Regions from separate parts of the Mus musculus genome. Here region 2 is linked to region 1. The links are chromatin contacts, called in public HiChIP or PLAC-seq maps. All regions are on one chromosome and are shown on one strand. The core of a region is the stretch at or near the end of the contact, and the rest is flanking DNA. Distances in the headings are between cores, read along the strand shown.

Region 1 (7,626 bases), core at 3,788-6,287:
CCCCCCCCCCCCACCTCTAAGGAGCCACTGCTTCAAGCACTCAGCCACCACGTGGCAGTGCTGGCTCTGCCCACTGAAGACTATTGACTTCAATCTCTGCCTTCATGGTTTCTTGACATGGGCTCTTATTGTTCCATTCTCAGCTGGGCCAGCAAAGAGCTCCACACCTATCTGCCTACCTCCAAACCTTCCCTCTCCCCCACTGCCCAAGGATCCCAACATGGGAACTGCATCTGTCACTCAACTACAAAGCCACCTGTAAGCACATTTCTCATAACGAAGTCCTAGTTCTTTAGTCTGGATTAAAGGCCCAGCCTGTGCATTTGGCTCAGTAGACGTCTCGTTAATCTTTGAACAGGGTGTGCTATGCTCTTACCCTGGAATGCCACCCATTTCTCTGGGTGATTTTGTGGAAATCCAGTGAAATAATCAAATACTACCCTACCCACCTTGAAAAAGTTTTGGGTCATGCTGGGCACAGGGACATATACCTGTAATTCCAGCTCTCAGAAGGCAGAGATCTCTGTGAGTTTGAGACCAGCCTGGTCTACATAGTGAGTTCCAAGACAGCCAGAGCTATAAAGTGAGACCCTGTCTCAAAAAACAAAACAAAAGACGGCAAACAAACACCCCCAAAACAGAAGCCACAGCTGTCTCTCAATACAGCATATGGTTGGATATCACTTACAGCATACTTATCACTCAGCAGTGGAGATTGTAAAATGTACAGAAATAACAGCAATTCATGCTGGGCTACAATAAACGCTGTGAGAGGAGAGGAACACTCTAGAAAAATGATGGAGTTGGCTACAGAGCAGGCTGACTCATACACTGGCTTGGCCGTGGGCACCTGCGAGGCCATGTGATAAATGTCTGTGGCTGGACGTAGTATCAGTGGGAGGAATGTTAGGAAGAATTAGAGATGTCTGCCCAGGGAGCTAAGACGGCTGGTGGGTCAATAACACCAGCGAAAGATCATGGCACAAATATTTATTAAGAAAATAGATATCTTTGAGGGGAAACAAGGACATAGTATCAAACATGAGGGGGGTGGGAGGTGTTGGGGGAGGGAGGGAAGGAGGGAGGGAGGGAGGGGGAGAGAGAGAGAGAGAGAGAGAGAGAGAAAACGCACTTTGTTGCAAGTCATGAATCAGAGGATGACTTTCTGACTCCTGAGTGTTAAAAGGCCAAGAGAACGCTCAAAATAAGGGACTAGAGAAGGCTTGAGTGGAAAAATAAAATCTTCAAAGAAAGAAACTGTAGAGTCCTGGTAGGCAAGAGGTGGAAAGCTGGGCGCTTTAAGTGGAGTACAAGGACCATGGTCTTCTTTCTCTTCAAATGTCATGTTGGGAGCTAAACTACTACTTATGTAAACAGCAAGGCAAGAAAAAACAAGCCAACAAAGCAAACAAAAGACAAGGCAAGCTCTCAGGCCCCTGGGGGTGGGGTGGGAGAATTCTATTGGTCCAGAGCATCTTTGTTTCTTTGAGAAATTTCTGCCCTGGAATTCCACAGCAGAACCCTGACCTCTGCTATTTTGCTTTGTTTTGATTTCCCAAGCTGTGCACTACCATGTTGCATAAGAAGGGGCTAGAATAAAGTCAAGGAATTCTACCTTTTGGTACCCAGAAAGATTTTTGTTAAAGTGTGTGTCTTCAGCACCCAGTTACCACTTATCTAATGCATCCGAGCACCATCCACAGCAATTTTGTCACTTGAAAAATATTTTTGTTACACAGACTTATTTTGTGAGCCTGCACACATGCGCATGAGTGGATGCTGGAACACAGCACGCAGAGTCACTTCTTCTTTCCACTGTGGGGGTACCAGGATGGCTCAAACTTAACCAGGCTTTGCAGCAAGACCCTTTACTTACTGAGCCATCTTGCTGGCCCAAGGCTTTCTTAAAAGTCATCACAGTAATTGGAAGAGAGACTGAGAGTGGACCTCTTGTCTTGGGTAAGATTCAACTATGATGGTATGACATCCATGAGCAGACTTAAGAAATCAAATATATTTCAAGGGCTTCTTGAAGCTCCAATGAGTCATACTCTCCTTTTCTTCCCCTTTTCCTGATTGCTATTGCTTTGTCTATGACAGAATACATTTTCTATTTTAGGACAGCCCCCTTCCCCCCTTTTCCTCCCTTTTTTTCCTCTCTATATTCCCCTTTACCTTGCAATATATGGACATACACTTTAATCCCCAGAAGGCTTAAATTCAGCCGACCCCAATTAAGAGAGTAGGGAGTGGTATTGATGGTAAAAAGCTGTGTAATTACGGACAAGAATGAAAGGTATCTTTAGAACAAAGAACTAGGCAGGAAGCCATTTATCTAGTGATAAAAATCTCACAACATCTACAATATAATTTTCACAGAAGACATTAACAGAAGGGCAAGGACATAGTATTACTGCTCTAGAGGCCCATTATGTTACTTTATATATGAGTATGTAATAAGTAATATATATTACATGCTCTAGTGGTCCATTAGGGCATTTACCTGAAATTTGAAGGTATATCTCAAGTCCAAAAGCTGACTGTATTCAGATGGAATTTTAACAGTATTTAAAACACACACACACACACACACACACACACACACACAAATAGAATGCAATAACATTTTTCAAAAAGTAAAGTAAATTGAGGGCTGGGTATGGTGGTGCATGCCTCTAATCCCAGGCCTTGGAGGCAGATCCTGGTCTATACAGCAATTCCAGATCAGCCAGGGCTACAGAGTGAGGAGGCCCTGTCTCAAAAAAGATGAGACACCAAACCAAAACAAACCCCACCCCCGCAACAGAACCCCAAATGTAATACTACTATAAAGTGAGATGCAATCTATAAACATCCTAATGTCTTCCTTCCACACCCCAGAAACCAGGTTGGTTTCTACTAACCTCAAGTGTGTCTACTCCCCTTGGAGACCCCTTCATTATAAGCTCTCATTTACAGGGCACGGCATTCACTTTTTCTATGCGACCGCCCAGATGTTTACTTCCCTGGGAACTGCAAACTGCACAGACGAGGGAAGGAGGCACGGAGCCAGACAGCGAGTCGCAGCAAGCCCTGCAAATGTTGCTAGAGGAGTAAGTCTAAGTCAAACATCAGCAGCTTTCCGGGCGATCCATCCCGGGCAAGTAATTATTCTTATCTCTGTTCTCCTCCACGAATCACTTCATCTCCTTACGTATGAAACCAAACCAAACCAAAGCCACCCCCCCCAGATTTAAATCTTAGTTTCTTAGGCCAGTGTTGATGGCAGCCTTCTCCTCCTTATCCTGTGTTGGTAGTCCTGCACGGTGCCTTGAGTTTCACACAGCCCCTTAGCTATGCTCCGTGTCAGCGGAAGCACCCGCCTGAGATGTGTAAGCCAAGCGAGGCCCACCAGGGAAAGTCCAGGATTTCGAGGAGAGGCAGGGACATAGATGGGGACAGAGGAGAGAAAAATATGCAGTCAGGGTATTTGTGCATCTTCTCATGCTGGAGCTGGCACGATACTTTCCACAAGTACACTGCCAGTCTATCTGCAGAAACAGGTATGCAAAGGTGGCGAACAGATGTGCAAGCACGTGCCTTGAAGGACCCCAGGCTTCCACATTTCCCACGTGCACAGCGAACATCCCTACTTCCTGACCCCTAAACTGCAGGAAGGAATGGGGTCATTCGAGTCAAATCTCTTGCCTCAAGGCTGTGCCCTGCACAGAGAGGTGCAGGGGGTGGGCGTGGGGTGGGGATGGAGATGGGGAGCTCCTACCAGTCTACTGTGTGATTGATAGAGTCCTGCCCCTTCTGTTTTCTACAATCTTGCTGAGCATCAGAGTCCTATGGGTGCTTCAGAAAGCCCAGACTCCTGGACTCCAACATTTGCAGACCTTCTGAAGCCAACCTCCCATAAGACACACCCTCCTGCCAGTGCAACGACCCCTCTGCATCATGCCTGCATGTCTATAGAGTGTGTGTACCCTTGGCGTACCGCTTTGTCCCTGACTCTTGTGTTTTCCCTCATGGCTGCCTAAACTGGGAGTAGGTTGGTGGGTATGAGTGAAGGTGACTGAGGGTGGGTGCGTGGGAGGTAGGGACGGGGCGCGGGGAGGGGGCAAGCTTGTTATCTATGGATCTGAGTGGCCTCTCTCATCAAGGATTTCTAGCCCAATGCATGAGAAGTACGGCCCAGTTCATCCCCAGGTTCCTCAGTGGTCTGCCGTGTTGCCGTTCACTTTATTCGAGTCTGTGTTCCCTACAGCTGTGAGTCTGGGCACTTTTCCTGATGCCTTGGGCTAGCTAGTGTTTCTATTCACATGTCACTTGTCCTTTACCAATTTCTATTGAGATGTTTAATCATTACGGTTGATTTGTTAAATATCAGGGCCTACCACAAAACAGAAACAGAAGGCACACGACCCAATTCCTTCTATGAAGCCAGTTACACTACATATTCTCCCCTTGGAGATGGAACAGTTGCTGTCTAATCAGGGCTTTCCCTGGTACTGTAATTTATTTCGTGTTGCTTTTGAGGCAGGTCTCATGTAGCCCAGGATAGCCTCAAATTCACTATATACCCCAGGATGACCTTGAACTTCTGACCTCAGTGCTGAGATTATAGGTGTGTGGCACAATGCCTGGTTTACGTGGTAGGCCAGCAATCTGCCAATGGAGCCACAGCCCCAGATTCCCGTTAAAGCTTTATTTAATGTTTCAGAGCTCAAAAATGAGATGCATGGTCTACAGACAGGCCAGAGCAGTTGTGAGGATCCCTTGCCTCATGCAGCTGATGGCACCTTGGGAGAAAGACCAAACATATCTGGGGCCAGCAGTTCACAGAGGATGAACATGGACAGCCAGGGTGAGCCGGGGGTGGGGGGTTGGGGGGTGGGGAGTGGGGGGTTGGGAGCGGTCAGTACAATGTAGTAGTTCCTCTGAGGAAGTCAGATTACAAGGTCTCGAAGATGAGCCCCAGTTGCAGACAGAGGTTTCCACAGACAGAAGAGCGGCTGCAAAGGTTCTGAGGCCGGAAAACAGGAAGCCACCATGCGGGGCTGTGCTGTGGTTAGGAAGCGGAGCAGTTGCTTAGAGTCAGTAGTGAGCTTGGTGCAAAGAGAGGTCTGAGAGGCAGGCAGAGGGCATGTGAAGGCTGGGGAAATTATTAGTTCAGTTTCCACTCTTGCTGAAAGCCAAAGGAAAGCCACCAAAAGCCACCATTCCGTGTAGAGAAAGGGTACAGCCACAGGGTTGTTTAACCTGCCCACCAACCCCGCGCCCCTGCCCCCGGGTCCTTCATGGTAGGCTTACCCACTTGCTTGGGTGGGGCCTCCTGAGAAAGCTGTCCTCTGATGGAAAAGCAACTTTCCCCTCTTCCCTCAAAGGTAGCAATGTCCCAGTAACTGATGAAGAATGCAGATGTTTGCTTTGCTTCTCAAGTCCCCGGGCTCGACAGAGGTAGGTCAGTTCCCAAAGCTTAACCGTGCTACCTAAGTTCAAGGCGCAGAGAGAGGAGTACTAGCTTCTGAACGGCAGAGAAAGAAGGTTGGTGCAAGAGCAGATAGAAATAGATCAGGAGCCCGTATTTTCTCCTTGTAGTAGGACACCTTCCTGTGTGTGCCGGTGTGACACAGCAGATTGACCCCTTGTGCAGAGAAGCGTTGTAAGCTACTCGGATGACCTGGTATGGTTCAAATTCAAAGATGGACTCTACCACTAATCTGCCTGCGTGGTTTCTTCCACATTCAAGCAGAAGTCTGGAAGTCTGAATTGAAACCCTGAGTTGTTTTCAAGCATCCTTAAGAAGCAGTAAGCGTGTCTTCGTGCACACGAAAGAGCGTTCTAGAGACTGATATATATGCACACAACCCCACAGCCTGTGGTTTCCAGTTTCAACTTTCTTAAATGAAACGCATCTCCCTTTCAGAAGTTTCCAGAATGTGCTGAGAAAGATATAAAAAAGGAAGGCGCCACATTCTTCTCTGATTCTGTCACTCACGTCTTCAGAAAGGCATCATCCTAGCGCTGGAAGCAGCCAGAGGCTCACTTACCGTGCCCCGGACAGCAGCTGAGCCTGTCCCCTCTTCATCATCCCTGGCTGCCTCCTGGTCTTCGTTGTCAGTCCAGGAGGATATGTCCTCCACTGAACTAGTCAGGTCAGGTAAGCTCTTCGATGTTAACTTCAGAAGGTCCTCCGCTGAGCTCTCCTAAGAGGATACACGAGAGGCCCAGGAATTACCCACCCGGGTACCAGCAGCAGCTGATGGAAATCAACCTGCTGAGGCCAGCCACAAGCTCTGACCCAGAGAGTGTGTGAAGTTTATGGTCCACACGTGTGGGGTCACTGTCAATGTCAGGTGTGGTAATACAATGTAAAGCCACAAGGAGCACCCAGGAGCCTGGCACACTTCCTAGAAAGGCCACTAGACACGGAGGCCAGGGATGGGATCTGGGCTGAAGAGTTGAGCTAAGGAAAGACTGTGATGTGTTCCCTTTATCTCCTCAGCCTAGCCACTTCCGTAGGGAGTAGAACGTTCCACGAGGCTTGAACCATCCAACTGCTTGACTGTCCGCAGAACACAGAAGCCAAAACCAACTCACAGGTTGTAACAGACCTTACAAACTTTTAGTGATCTGGCATCCAAAGTCAGCAGTGCTCGTTTGTTACCTGCTTGATGCCATTTTTAACCCCAAGGTATGTGAAAAACATTCACTCTAGGCAAGCAGTATATCAGTTGAGCTACACTCCAGGCCTAGGACAACCGTCTGTAACAGTAATTGTGAATATATTGCACTGTTTGTCTGTCTAAGGAAATAAGTTATTAGGCCACACATGAGTCCATTTCTCTTCGGTGTTGTCTACTCTGTTGGACCATCTGTAAGAAAGAATTTTTTTAAAAATAAAATGAAGGTTGTAACCAGTGAGTAAATTACAAAGTAGCCATGAGATAGAATATTCTATGGCACTGAGATGAACTTCTGGTGGGAAAGGGTCTCCCAGCCTGCTACTCGGAGAGCAGGCAGATCAGAAGCACGTGTGACAGCATGCTATCCTCCCATGTGGAATGATGACACACGTGCTCATGCATGACAAAGAGAGAAGTAGTCTCCCCACTGCTCCCTCTAGCCAGCCACACTGCTCAGGGGCTTAACTGCCTCCTTTAAGCTTTGTGACATCCTCAGAGGCACTTCCCAAGTCTCGAGTCTCGCTGTGCAGAAAGGGAACAGGGATTTAAACATGTAATGGCTTGCCCAGAACACACAGCTTTTCTCAGGGTGGAGCTGGTGTTTAAGTCCATGTGGGATGGCCTCCAAGACGTCCTCTGTCAATTTGTGTTTGACTCAAAGAAAACGAAAACATGGGTGCGGGCGTGCGCGCGCACACACACACACACACACACACACACACACAACATACACAGAGTAAAGGAGCATCGAAATCACCCTGGCTGTTCTAGCATGCCTTTTTTTCTTGCTGTGATTTAAAAAAAGGACTAAAAGCTTGCTGCAGTGCTATGTGCCTTCTATCCCAGCACTCAGGAGGATCTCTGCACGGATGAGGCTAGCCTGGTCTGCACAGTAAGTTCCAGGTCAGCCAGGGCTATCTAGAGAGAACCTGTTTCTAAAAGCAAGGCAAAACAA
Region 2 (7,626 bases), core at 2,017-4,516, 390 kb after region 1:
GTTCTCTGAAAAAAAAACAAGAAACAAGAAACATTAAAATATTAATGAGTGTTTTTCCGCAAACATTTTAAGACAGTAAGTTTTAAGTGTGGTCCCTTGGGAGGTTCCCGGGACTATTAGGGTAACGCTGTTTCCATGGAAACATGATTTCTGTTTGCTGCATGAGCATTTGTACTGACTGCACACAAGCATCCTGGTGGGTCGGTAGCCTAAGAGCCAGGCCTCGGGAGGTCTTTTAGTAGTCACTGCATGTTTTATAACTAACTATCACTCTTGTCCAAAGGTAGTTTGACTGAAAAATGTTCTCAGTTTTATTAATTCTTGCTCCTAAGTAGATATTTTAAAATATTATGTGAAGCAAAAAGAGGACCACACCAAAACTGCTATAGACTGTGAAGTACAACAGTTGCTTCAAGAAAAAGCCCCAGCCCCTCTAAAATTAGCACTTGAATCATCAATAACAGAGTTGCGAAATAAGTATCACTTTTTCTTTGAAAGACCAATTAACTGGTTATTTAGACAGCAGAGCGGTGAACTGGTGGATTCTGTATCCTAGTCAAGCTTTAGAAGCTTGTGGAGTTTTGGTGGAGGACATTACTTATCTGAGTTAGTACTGACACTACTATCTTGTTTTCTAATCCCTTCCGTAAGAGCATGAATTTTCATCATAACTTTTTCAATCAAAATGACATAAACAATGGACTGAATGAAATGGATGAGAGTCCAGGTGTCATTTACAAGGGCAAAAATTAAAGAAATCTTAAAAAATTTAAATAATGCCACGCAATAGCTTTATAAATGTACTTTTTTAAAGTAAGAAAACTTGTTTATGTAGACATAATAATTTAATATTTTACAATGAACATTTACAAATTTCATTTTTAATTTAAGGAAAGTAAACACAAACAACACAACTCATTATTTCCAAGGCTTGATTTTTGGAAGTATAAAAGAATGCAGACACTTGAGCACGGTGGCACGTGCATACAGTCCCTGCACTGGGAGGAGGAGCAGGAGTTCAAGGTTGGCCTTGGCTATAACAGGTTGATCCCCAACAACTGGGAGGTGGGGTGGGGGTGGGACTGTAGCCTGGCGGTGGAATCTGTTTCCCAACAGGGCAGCTTTGTTGGGCCTCAGTGGGAGAGTGTCTTAGTCAGGGTTTGTGTTCCTCCACAAAATAAAATGGCCAAAAAAACAAGTCGGGGAGGAAAGGGTTTATTCAGCTTACACCTCCACATTGCTCTTCACCTTCACCAAAGGAAGACAGGACTGGAACTCACGCAGGTTCAGGAAGCAGCAGCTGATGCAGAGGCCATGGAGGGATGTTCTTTACTGGCTTGCTTCCCCTGGCTTGCTCAGCCTGCTCTCTTATCGAACCAAGACTACCAGTCCAGAGATGGCACCACCCACAAGGGGCCTTTCCCCCTTGATCACTAATTGAGAAAATGCCTTACAGCTGGATCTCATGGAGGCATTTCCTCAACTGAAGCTCCTTTCTCTGTGATAACTCTAGCCTGTGTCAAGTTGACACACAAAACCCACCAGTACACTAAGATATTAGTTATCAAGGGTAGGAATGTGTGGGGGTTTGAAAAAGAATGGACCCAAAAACTCACAAGTGGTGGTCACAAGGGAGTGGTCTCTATTAATCCAATCAAGATAATCCTCCACAGGCAAGCCCTGCAACCGACTTCTCAGATAATTCTAGACTCTGCCAAGCATCTTGACAACACTTAACCATAAATAGGCTTCAATGTAGCCCTGGCTCTCCTCAAACTGTAATTCTCCTGCCTCAGCGTTCCAAGGGCTGGGATCACAGGGATCAGCCATCGCACCTGATCCCTATTTGGCTCTTTTAGTGGGTAGAAAAAAAAATGTTCTAAATAAAAATTTAAAAGGCAAGCAAACAAACAAAAAATGCAAATGTGAGTGTAGCAAAATCTCTTGTTTATCATCTGCTATATGTTGTATTTCAAATACATAAAATATGACTAAAAAAAAAGTCACATTACCCAAAGAGTGCTTCCTTATCAAACACAGTGTCTGCTGGCATGTTCACAGGGATAAGGAGGTCTGGGTGGGAGTCCAAATGTAAGAAACTTATATTACTGTCAGGAAGATGCTTCGAACCTATGGCCCGGTATATGAAAGGCAGAACCTGTAATACAGACACACACAGTGAGAACTGCACACTGTCAAGTGCAGACAAAACAAGAAACTGCACCAACCTGAAGTGCATCAAGTGGTCAAACATGGGAACATTAAAAAAAAAAAAAAAAAAAAAAAAAAAGCTTTACCATAGATGGTTTCTGATGATAATCTCCAACCACTCACTCTAGCATTAAACTGTGTTCCAGGTACTCTAAGTTTTAGGGCATTTTCTGTCCCTTTAGGATGGTGAAGTGGGACTAGATGACTTTTTCCTCCTACATGCTATACATCCAAGTTTACCAACAAATTAAAAAGCACAGAGTAACCCAAAGTTGGGTTTGTCTCAGAGATCTTCTTTCTTTCCTCCTTTAACTTTCTCCATCAGTAAATAACCCACTTTTCCTGGGGGAAGGGGTGTATCGCAGAGCTTCACTCTTGATCCCTTTTGTTTTATATCCAGAGACCCTCCAGGGGTCCTATAAACAAATCCAGACTTGCTAGGTCGTCTTCCAGAAGTCTACCCACTTTACGACTGCACTGCCATGTTGTACATTAATAAGCGCTGAAGGCTTTCCTCTTCATATGACACGAGCTACGATTATGGTCCCTCAGGTCCTGGCTAACCCTCTCGTTAAACCGTGGGATGATGACGTTGGTGGTGGTGGGGGACAGGCTGCAGCCAGCGTTAGGTGCTGGTCAAGCCTCTGCAGGCTGCTAGGGTTCGAATCCCTCCTGCCAGGGCTCCGTGGCTTGTGTCGCCCGCTCACCTCCTGGTGATCCTCCACCACCCACACCGGGAGCTTGGTGTAGCGCCTGAGTCGCGCGCGGTCGCCTCCGGTGTCACTCATGTCTCCGCGCGTCTCAGGGAGGCCGCGGGACACGCGGGAGAGGAGCCCGGCTGCCCGAAGCCGCGCGCCCCCAAGGCACGATCGCGGCGGAAACGCGCGCTCACCCGGTTGCGCTTCCGGATTGGAGGACGACACGGTGGAAGGGCGAGTGTGAGACCTGTAGACAATGTCGATTGGTCTATACGTCCGTCACTCTCGCTGATCCGCCAATCACGGTGCAAAAGGTGCTGCGACGCGCTCCGGAGAGTTTTCCCTCCCCAGGTCCGGATTTCTCCGGTTTGCCTTTTAATTCCCGGGGCTTCCTGTTCCGGAGGCGTGGGTGGCGCCTCAGCCGTGGAGGGTGTTATAGTAACCAGGCTGGGCTTTGATGGCGGCGACCCCGGGACTCTCTGTAGGTAGACGGGGGGCGCCTGATGGGTTTTCAGAGAACGAGTATCGACCTAAACGATCCTGGGAGTTGGGTCTGGGTGGCTTCGGGGCAGCTCTGCGGCCAGGGGGAAAAGAGCGACCCGGTACAGATCCCGTAGATAGGAAGCCTTTCATCTATTTGCGAAGCGCGAGCCGTGGTCCAGGCGCGGGGCCGCCCGGCTTGCGGGGGGAGGCGAGTCCCGGAGTCCCGTACTTAACCTCGCAGGCTGGCGGGAGATGCAAACCAGCCAACGTGCTCTTCATCCAGCAGGAGGCCGGGCTGCAGGTTGAACCTGGGGAAAGTGCGGGGTTTTCAGTGACTTAAAGGCACACCTTGCAAGTCTTGTGTGTCGTCGGTCCTGGACGAGTAAACTGTTCAGAATCGCGCCCTCGGTTTCCCTGCTTTCAAAGGGCATCCCAAGAATAGGTATTTCCCACTTGCATTAAATTCATTGATTTGAACTTCGCATCCATAGTACAGTGGTACAGTATCTAGCTTTTATTTTTGGAGGGGAGTGTGTGTTGAAACAGGGTTTCTCTGTGTAGCCCTGGCTGTCCTAGAACTCACCGTGTAGACCAGGCTGGCCTCGAACTCAGAAATCCGCCTGCCTCTGCCTCCCAAGTTCTGGGTTTAAAGGCGTGCGCCACCACTGCCAGGGCCTTTGTCTAGCTTCTCTAACGGAGTGTGCCGTTTTCTCACTGTGGAGAGGTGTTAATTCCCTGACTGTTGTCCACCTCTAGCTTCAGTAGAGTCCTTTTTATTCTCCAGGACTCTCTACATCCTTACTTTATTGTATTTATCACATCGCGTTTTTCTTTTTATAGTGTTCGGGACATCGTATTACTGTTGTTATTATATAAACATTTGTATATGGGTTTTGCGATCCTTGAACTCTGCAGGCTTGTGTGCCTTATAATCTTTGAGCCTACAGAGCTTGGGAAAGCGTCTCACGTGTGCTGGCTCAGTAAGTGATGGAATCGGTGAATGTATACCTCCCAGGTGGTTTTGAAAACGCGTATTTGTGGGGAGCGGTGGAAGGGAATTGTAGTGACTTAGAGGCATGCACAATGAGGGAGAGTCAAACTTGCCTGCGGTTTACTGTGTGCAGAGACTGTGAATCCTGCAGGAATGACTGAATGAACCCTTGATTCACGGACATGCCGGAGGAGTTCAACATGGGCACACACGACTGTCACAGACGGCAGATTCTGGTAAGCTCCGTAAAAGAAGTGAGTCTACACTAAGCAGTAGCAATCTAGGAGTGAGCTTGCGTTCCCAAGGGAAGTCAGTTCTTCACAAGAGGTTAGTGGATCGGTAGGAATTCACTGGCCAAGTAAGGGAGAGCAGAAGCAAAGACGTTTCCTGTTAGTGCTTGCTATGCTAACTGACCTGGAAAGTATGGGCTAAGAGGGGCTTTGGAGAAAGAAATCAGGTGATAAGCCTGGGAAAGTTGGGTTCAGGTTCTGTAGGGCCTCCAATGCCAAGCGTGGTGTTTGTACTCAATACTGTGAGTAGCCTGTGGTACCAGCAGTAGCTCTTTGAGTCCCAAGTTTAATCATGAGAGTATTGGATTGAGGAGCAACCATTTATCTTATTATTTGGTAGCTGTTTTTTATTGGGCCTTGGCTGTCCTGGAATTTTAGTTCTGTAGACCAGGCTGCCTGCTTGTTTCTGCCTCTGCAGTGTTGGGATAGCCCAATGTGTGTGTGTGTGTGTGTGTGTGTGTGTGTGTGAGAGAGAGAGAGAGAGAGAGAGAGAGAGAGAAAGCACTTTGTGGAAGTTCATTTGTGTTTACAATGTTCTGTGGGAAGAACTGAGAACAAAGTAAAGAATGAAGAATGGTCACTGTTGGTTAGTCAGGTTGTGGCTGTATTTGAAATTGAATTCAGGTTTCACTGGGATTTTTCTGTGTGTGTGTGTGTGTTGGTTTGATCCTAGCTCTACAGTGAAGGGAAATTTGTCTGTGGAGGATGGAGGACGTCTTTCCTTAAGTCTTTTACTAAACCAGAGACTGGAGGTGGCTGCTTTTGGTCATCTTAGCAATGGATAGTTTTGGGCTAGCACAACTGTCCAGCTAATAAGGACAGCAGGCAGTTTGCTTGGAAAATGGACAATAGCTCAGTATTTTGTGAATACAAATCCTGATTTTGTGAATAGGCTAAAATTACTGATAAGGTAGTTTTATAAATTTTGTAAACAAAAACGCCCCCTCCTCTCATTTTTAGCACTGGCAGTTTTAGAAATGTGTTTAAACCTTTTCTGTCTTGTAGAACCTACATCGTGAGCGGAAGATGTAGCCTTTCTACAGGACGCATCGAGATGCAAGGCAATACGTGGTAAGTGGTATTCTAGGAATGGCAGTTTCGAGAGCCTAGAGAAGAGAGGGAAGGTAGTGCGCCAGAGAGGGTGGGAAAGGTTCAGATACAGGGGAAGGGCAGGGACTGAGTTCATTCTGTTATCTGTGGTCATAACTTGTTCAGAGATTTGTGAGTACAGCTAGGAACCAGACCAGAAGAGTCAAAGAAACATCCTAGAGCCCCCTCCCCCAACCCCCATGAGCTTGCAGTTCTTGATGGCACGTCAGTGTTGAAGGTAGACTTACCTAATGATTGTTGAACTGTGATGCTTGCAGGACCTGCTGAGAAGCCGTGGAGAGTATTGTAAGAACAGGAAATCTAAGGAAGGTGTATTAGTCGGGGTTCTCTAGAGTTAGAGAATTTATACAGTGAATCTCTTCATTTCATAAGAAGACTTTGTTAGAATAGCTTACCTCTTTTTCTAGCTAACTGTGATGGTTTGTATATGCTTGGCCCAGGGAGTGGCACTATTTGGAGGTGGGGCCTTGTTGGAGTAGGTGTGTCACTGTAGGTGTGGGCTTTATTTAATACTCTTCATCCTAGCTGCTTGGAAGGCAGTATTCTGCTGGCAACCTTCAGATAAAGATGCAGACCTCTCAGCTCCTCCTGTAGCATGCCTGCCTGGATTAGGCTGTTGTAGTTTCCCACTGACTTTAATCACAGGACATGGTAGTACTAAGAGTTGCCCTGAGGGATCTCCTGCACTCCAGACATAATCCTTACCTCCATTGTGGAGAGGCTGTCCAATTTCCCCATGGTGACATGGATCTATCACCCCTCCTAACACTGTTACTCCTTTCTTAGCCTGCTATTGTAAGACTTCGACCCTTGGTCAGTGTACTTACTTTGAGATCACCCCCCACCCCCCCACCCCCATACACCCACACACACACACTGAGACACTGAGATGCAGATTGATGCAAAAGCAAGAGCTTTATATTCTGGCTCAGCCTTCAGTTAAATCTCTCAAGGCGAATGACTAGAAGGCGACCCTGAATGGCTATTACATTGACTAATATAGAAGTTAGTGATGAGTATTCTTCACTGTCAGCTTGACTAATCTGGAACTAAAACCCAAAAATAGAAGCGACAATTGAGGGGATTTTTGCTTAATTTGAAGTAGGAAGATCTACTTCTGATGCAGATCTTCGAGGTGGGAAGATGCATCTTTAATCTACCTGCATGGGAGCCGGGCCACACCTCCTGCTTGGAAGCCTCTGTAAGGGTGTGGGAGAAGGAAGCTCCTGCTCTTTGCCCGCTTGCTCTTGCCTTGTAAGCAAGTCCACTCCTTCACTGGAGCCTAACTTCTGTATTAGTCAGGGTTCTCTAGAGTCACAGAACTCATGGGTAGTCTCTGTATAGTAAGGGAATTTGTTGATGACTTCAGTCTGCAGTCCAACTCCCAACAATGGTCAGCAGCAGCTGTGAATGGAAGTCCAAGGATCTATCAGTTGCTCGGTCCTACAAGGCAAACAGTGTGGTGATGGGGTTGCTGAAAGATTAGAAAGAATATTATGGTAGCTAGTTAAAGAAGTGCTTACTAAGTATTATTAAAGCATTTGCAAAGAAAATGGTAGGAATTTTTTATTTGGGGAGGCAGAGGCAGGCTGATCTCTGTGAGTTCCAGACCAACCTGCATCATAACAAGTTCCAGGCAGCCCAGGGTTGCAGAATGAGACCATATCTCAAAAAAATAAACAAAATCAAACCAAAGCAAAACACCAAGAACCTTTTTATTAAGATATAGCGACACATACATTATTCTAGTTTTGAGATAAAGTTTTAGTAATGAGGTAAAGGAGAAAAAGGCTTCAGGATGATTCATGGTATGTGTATATGTCTTGATACTCAACAAATGCTA

The links. HiChIP or PLAC-seq counts read pairs in DNA pulled down with a chosen protein or histone mark.
Region 2: a contact with region 1 is called in an H3K4me3 HiChIP or PLAC-seq map of bone marrow-derived macrophages, with 3 times the contacts expected there. The contact joins the promoter of Drosha here to the enhancer-like site in region 1. A contact is called at or near these places in 4 of 115 datasets of contacts at active chromatin or transcription factors (bone marrow-derived macrophages, embryonic limb bud, embryonic stem cells and 1 more) and 2 of 9 other capture datasets (adipose tissue and liver).

What each region holds. Positions count from the first base shown.
Region 1 is chr15:12,431,069-12,438,694 of GRCm38.p6, forward strand. Pdzd2 (PDZ domain containing 2) reads right to left here. Exons shown (of 26, transcript NM_001081064.2): 7 at 6,036-6,191. Among named protein-coding and RNA genes, the nearest start is that of Gm52211, 57 kb to the right of the region's middle. Within about 2 kb of position 5,038, at least 76 of the 459 cell types and tissues checked have an H3K27ac peak or open chromatin away from gene starts, as enhancers often do. A contact at or near this core is called in bone marrow-derived macrophages, where this site is marked.
Region 2 is chr15:12,821,549-12,829,174 of GRCm38.p6, forward strand. It overlaps Drosha (drosha, ribonuclease type III), which reads left to right and starts at 3,267. Exons shown (of 35, transcript NM_026799.3): 1 at 3,267-3,390; 2 at 4,517-4,619; 3 at 5,679-5,744. The coding sequence starts at 5,728. 6030458C11Rik (RIKEN cDNA 6030458C11 gene) reads right to left here and starts at 3,109. Exons shown (of 9, transcript NM_029998.3): 1 at 2,919-3,109; 2 at 2,013-2,158; 3 at 1-5. The coding sequence starts at 2,999.